2 separate regions of the Sus scrofa genome follow, and region 1 is linked to region 2. The links are chromatin contacts, called in public HiChIP or PLAC-seq maps. All regions are on one chromosome and are shown on one strand. Each heading gives the region's core, a stretch centred on a gene start, on an enhancer-like site or on the middle of the called end of the contact. The rest is flanking DNA. Distances are from core to core; before and after follow the strand shown. Region 1 holds the start of CYSLTR2 (cysteinyl leukotriene receptor 2). Region 2 holds the start of CDADC1 (cytidine and dCMP deaminase domain-containing protein 1).

Region 1 (2,950 bases), core at 374-2,873, 490 kb after region 2:
AGTTAGGTTGAGTCAAGAGACTTATATCCCTGCTGGGGGAGGCTTCAACCTGGTTTAGCTGCCTTTGTTCTATTCTCTATTCCTGATTAAAGAAATCAGAGCACAGCTCTGGTATAAAGTCTGTCCACTTTCCTTCTGGGGACACAGGGTCCAGAGGAGGTAAGTGCCAAGTCTCTGCTCCTGGAAAGCCAGGGTCATCCACCTGCTGCTTCCCAATTTAATCCAATCAGTCTTTGCTGTGCCTTTTAATATTAATGAAATTTATACCTATTCATACAATTTAGTAGCAGTGGCCAGCTATTAAAATGCCCTTTTTGTGTTTGGACCCTTGAAAAGTTTGCAAATGAAATGAAGTCAGGCTACCTTGGCAGAACACTAAGAGATGCTGTGCTTGATTTTGATGCTTTTAGATCATTCTGGAGGCTCTACCTCTCTCATTTCTAACCACTAATGCGCTGGAAACAAACTCATCACTTTAAAGCATTAGTAAATTGAAACGCTCAAGTAGACCCTTGTCTCAAGAGTTTATGGGGTTGAGGTGATGATAGAAATTTCTAGAAGTCTTATGTTTTCCTCAGATGACTCTTGCATTATTTATATAGTATTGAAAGGAAGACTTAGGTGGCTTGCCTAATAGGGTATCTCCCTTTCCTGTAAAATGTATTACTTTTCGGGTATGGGTCAGAGATAGGAAGGCATTTCAGATAACCTAGAACAGTTTTAAGCTTGCCACTCATTAGAACAACCTGGGAAATTCTTGAAAGTTGAAAAAAAAAATGAAAAACCAACTGCAGATGACTGACTCATCACCACAAGTTAAGTTTCAATCATTCTAAAGGTAATTTTCTAATCTGCCCAGAATCAGGTGATTCTGACAATGTATAGCCAGAATTGGGAACTGCCGATTGTGGCTGCAAGGGGGGTAATAAGCAGATTATAAGCACATGTTCTCACACACGCCTTCCCTTCGGTAAATTTAGTGAAACTTACATTCTCAAATTTAACCTCCTCTCCTCAAAGAATAAGACCCTGACTGGAAAAAAATATATCTTACATAATCAAATGACCCAGTCTATGAAAACTAGGAAAGATGGTACAGTGACCCAAACAGGGGAATGCTTAAGTATAGTAAATCTCTTCAGTGCAATTTATGCAGCAATTTTTAATTATAATTATGAAGCATTTACAGCAATGTGGAAAAATGTATGCTTTAACCGAAAAAAGAAATATAAACTTATCCATGTTTTCGAACATAACTATGAAAATCAGCTAAAATCACACGCAGACACATAATAAGGAATGGAAAGAAACACCCCCAAAATACCCATTAGATACTACCTCAGTGGTGGCTTTTGCTTCCTTCCATTTTTTTTTTTTATTTTTGGACTTTCCCAATATTTTTCGAACTACCATGTATATGGTAGGAAAAAGTTTATAGTAGAACAATATAAAACTTGCTTTTCAAAAATTATTCTTCTGTGAAGCAATAAGCAGAGCCTGATTGTTAACAATGACTTAACAAAGATAAAAACGCTCACCTGAGTTTCCCTTCTTTCAGCTGCCTTAGATTTTGTCTTCCTGTCTCTGCTATCTTCCTCCTCCAAGTAATCCAGCTTGCTTGTTTAAGAGAAAAATGAAACAGCAAATTATACTTTATGAGCAGTGTCAGCCAATAGCAAGAGAATAAGGAACTCTGGTCAGCAAGTTGTCTGCGCTTTACAGAACTTTAGTGTGAGTGCTGCTGCTTCCTTCCTTCTCAAGAAGGCGACATCTGAAGACAGAAACCTGACTTAGCTCTGCCCTCTAATGACTGTTTCATTAGCATTATTCACAACAGATCAAGGGGCTATGACAGGCTAGAGTTGGGGTTTTAAGCTGCTTTTAGTTCTCCTAAATGTTTTTGTTTCCATGGCAATGCTAATATCAACACCACCTTATAAGTACAGAACTCCAGAACTATTTAGAGCAATTCCCATCACCCACTTGCTTTTTCAGCTTACTTGCACATGAGCGGAAGCCTTACCTTTTCTGCTGAAAATGCTGTCAGAAGTTATCAATGGCATCCTCGTTGCTCACGTAAAAGGTCCTTTCTCGGTCCTCATCTTCCTTCCTCAATTTGTGTGGCACAGTTAACCACTGCCAGTTGCTTATAACTTTCTCCTCCTTGTTTCTCTAACTTCGTTGGTTCTTATTCTATCCCTTGTATTGTTCCCTCTACTTCCCTTTCTGATTCCTCTTTTTCTAAGTGTGAGCCTGCCCCCAAAGTCTGTCTTCTGATGTCTTCTCAGCACATTCTCTTGCTTTTGTCTTTATTATCCACATCCAGAGCCAAAATTAATAAGGCTGAAACAGAGCTGTTCTCTTCCCTCCCAAGTGCACACTCCCCCATTACCCCATCTAATCAAGTGGCATCACAAAGATTCAGTCAATCTGACTCTAACCCTAGAGATCATTCTTAGCTTCTTTCTCTCCTCCCACAGCTGACATCCAAGTCAGCAATTCCATTTGTTCTACCTGCCAATTATGTCCCAAGTCTAATCATTTCTCCCCTTCCCCATCCCCAATAAAATCCTCAGCATGGCTTGACTCGCTGCAGTAACATTAGGCAAGAAATAAAAGGCATTCCAGTTGGGAAGAAAGAAGTAAAATTATGTCTGTTCACAGATGATATAATCCTATATGTAGAAAGGCAGGTTGTGTGTGCGTGTGTGTGTGCGCACACACACACACACACACACACACATACCTCTGTTAGAACTAATAAATGAATTCAACAAAGTGGCACAAAAAGCAGTTGCATTTCTATATGCTAACAATGAACAACCCAAAAAGGAAATTTTGGAGTTCCTGTCTTGGTGCAGTGGAAACGAATCTGAGTGGGAACCATGAGGTTGCAGGCTCAATCCCTGGCCCCACTCAGTGGGACAAGGATCCAGCGTTGCCTTAAGCT
Region 2 (3,037 bases), core at 315-2,814:
TTATGATGAGCCTTATTTTACATTCCAAATCTGTTTTGATCATCTTTTTTGAGATCCAAAAAAGAGACTCCTTACATGAAGCAAAACCAATTAACATTCATGGATATAAGAGTAGATGCTAAGAGGTATACCAAGTGAAATGAGACATGGTCTCTCTCTTCATCAATTTAGTTTGGTGGAAGAGGGTAAAAAACCACCAAGATGAAACACCAACCATATTCAATTGAGTGATAAATTATGTGGTATAGACAGCAATCTATTTAGCCAAACCAACATAAAAATGCTATCAATATCTGATGAACAGGGCAGTCTGAGAGGGTAATTATTCCATTTTTAGACTGGAAACAGAAGCTATCACAGCTATGAACCACAGGTATCATACTAAACCACAGAGGTATTTTGCAAATTTGAAGGCTTGTTGAGTTTGTTTTTAAGTATAACAGAAACTGGAGCAATAAAATCAAATTCTAGACCGTTGCTTTTCTAAGAAGAAAAAATTACCTAAGGAAACAAATTGTACCTGAGATTTTTGTCTTTGGGTTTCGACTACTGGGAAGAGCTCCATCCAGAGACTGAGCAGAGTGAAAAGGTTGACTTTAGAAAGCCTTGGTATTTCACCTACAAAAGAAAGGGCAAACATCTTAAAGATTTACCAACGATGAAAATAAGAACTAAGCTCAATGCTACTTGGGTGCTGAAGTCCTAGTTCAGCTGTTTTAACAGGAGGCAGAGAAAAAGGATTTGTGTACTGGAAAATCAAAGTGCTTTCTTAGCAGGAGACTGGTATCAACCGCCTTGCCAGCAATCTCCTGTGGCGCTTTCAAAAGTTGGACCCTGTCACCCGGCAGAAAAAAAAAAATAGTATAACTCATCAAGGTAGCTATGGAAACAATCCAAAAGAAGTTATGAAAATTCCTAGCATCTGATGTCATCGTGGAGCAAGTTTTACTTTGGATTGTGATGAGACGTTGCAACAAGGGCCGCAGTTAGAACACAGAACTAAAAATACGGTGACCTTTGAAGGTAAAGCAGTTGAAATACAGGAAAGTGTCCCGTGCGGTTAATTTTGATACCAAGTCAAAAACAAGGTTGGGGGAATTTTCAGGCTCGTCGATCCCCGTAGATCCCACCTCCAGATCCTGGAGGAAGAGTAAAGGGGGGCAGTGAGCGCAACTTCAAAATCCTGTGCAGCGGGGCCAAGGAATCCCGGTGACTGAGAGAGAGACGCGCCCAGGGCGGAGATAGGACACACTGGAATAGAAGGGCAAGCGGGGACTGGAAGTGAAACCGCGGGAGACGCACAGAGGAGAGCGAAAGGCTGGGGGGCGGGAACAAGGTTCGAGGCACTCACCGGTCATGCTGCCAGTCTGGGTGCTGACTGACCGCCCAGCCTCCGCGCTCTCCAGATTTTGCATCTGCCCTGCTTCTTTCATCCCCAGCCTAGCTGTCTCTGCTGTCCAGGAAACCTCTCGCTATTCGGCATGATCTTTGCCCCAGCTACTCCACCTCTCGTCCCCTCCCAGCAACTGTACAGCAACCGCCACCCCGGCGCAGCCCAATGACGTAGGAGCCCGGCCGCCATTTCCGGGCGCCTTGTGTGACGTCACGAGGAAGCGTGGCCGCCGTGGCGCCGCGCCGCTCCTTTCCCGGCGACCGGGTAGATAGGAGACGCTGTGCAGTAAGTCGTTGCAGGCTTGTATTTGACTCTGTTGTTTTGCTGAAGTATGGTTGCTTGAGGATGTCTTGGCTCGAAGTCCCAGGTTGCGCAGGCTCTGACAGGCTGATGAGGGCAGCGCGCGCCTGAGAGTTTGGGTCAGAGAGCGAAGGAGAATTGAAATGGGAACCTGCCCCATCTGTGGTCTGAGAGAATTTGAGGGCGAAGAGGGGTGAGCTGGGCGGTCCAGATTGCTATCCTCTGAGAGCGACCTGTCCTAGGGAATTTAGTGCCGGGGACCACCATAGGGACGCTGTGCTTCTTATTAAACACATGAGGAACTGAGAGTTGGAACCGTAATTGTGGGGAATTGCACAATACGGGGGTAGGAGGAAGTGGCCCCTGGAAAATCTGAGAAGAACGTGGCATTGTGGATTTGTGTCCAGTGCAATTTCTTTTTATTATTTTGTAATTGTCCTAGACGGGACTCAAAATGAAGCCCTTCCTTCCCCTAGTGACTCAGAGCCTGGTTTCCATCACCAACTTGTGCTGTTATCACAACTTGGTATACTTAAATATAGCAAGACAGAAAAACTGCTCAAAGACTATGAAAGCAAAAGCCAACGTTAAAAAGTACATCATCTTGTGGTAGACTCAAGAGAGAATCTAAAGTGTTGATGAGTATGATTATGGTTCATTAATTTTCACTATAATAGTATTCATTGTAGCTATAGATCACCATTTACTTATCCATATTTGAGTCAGAAGACATTTGCACTCTCTCCATCTTTTTGCTGTTACAGACAATGCTGATTAAAACATTTTTGTTGTCGTGGGAGCGGCCCAAGAAATAGCAAAAAGACAAAAAAAAAAAACCCAAAAAAACAAAAAAACCAAAAACATTTTTGTTATGTCTCCTTATGTTCATGTAGAAGAGTTTCTTTAGGGACTAAGGAATAGGATTCTTGGGTTGTCAGGTTTCCCAGCTAAAGCTGAAAAGTTTTCCAGAGAGATTGTTTGCCTACCTGGCTGGCATAAAATGGTTTCTCATGGCTATAATGTCCCCTGATTTCTTCTTGGGTTGATTGTTTCCTCTCTATGAAATACCCATTAACCATTTCTCTATTTTGGTAGTTCTATTTCTTACTCATTTTGTAAGCATTTCTTTCTTTCTTTCTTTTTTTTTTTTTTTTTTTTTTCGGTTGTCCCAGGGCCAGGGACCAGATCCAAGCCACAGTTGTGACCTACATGGTGGCAGCGCTGGGACCTTTAACCCACTGCACCCATTGGATATCGAACCTGTGTCCTAGCTCTACAGAGACACCGCCCACCCTATTTCATCACAGCGGGAACTCCCATAAGCATTCTTTATACATCCTGGGT

Evidence for each region. HiChIP or PLAC-seq counts read pairs in DNA pulled down with a chosen protein or histone mark.
Region 1: an H3K27ac HiChIP or PLAC-seq map of alveolar macrophages shows a contact between it and region 2. The contact joins the promoter of CYSLTR2 here to the promoter of CDADC1 in region 2.

What each region holds. Positions count from the first base shown.
Region 1 is chr11:19,009,392-19,012,341 of Sscrofa11.1, forward strand. CYSLTR2 (cysteinyl leukotriene receptor 2) reads right to left here and starts at 1,624. Exons shown (of 3, transcript NM_214130.2): 1 at 1,539-1,624.
Region 2 is chr11:18,516,573-18,519,609 of Sscrofa11.1, forward strand. It overlaps CDADC1 (cytidine and dCMP deaminase domain-containing protein 1), which reads right to left and starts at 1,565. Exons shown (of 10, transcript XM_003357836.4): 1 at 1,352-1,565; 2 at 521-618. The coding sequence starts at 1,433.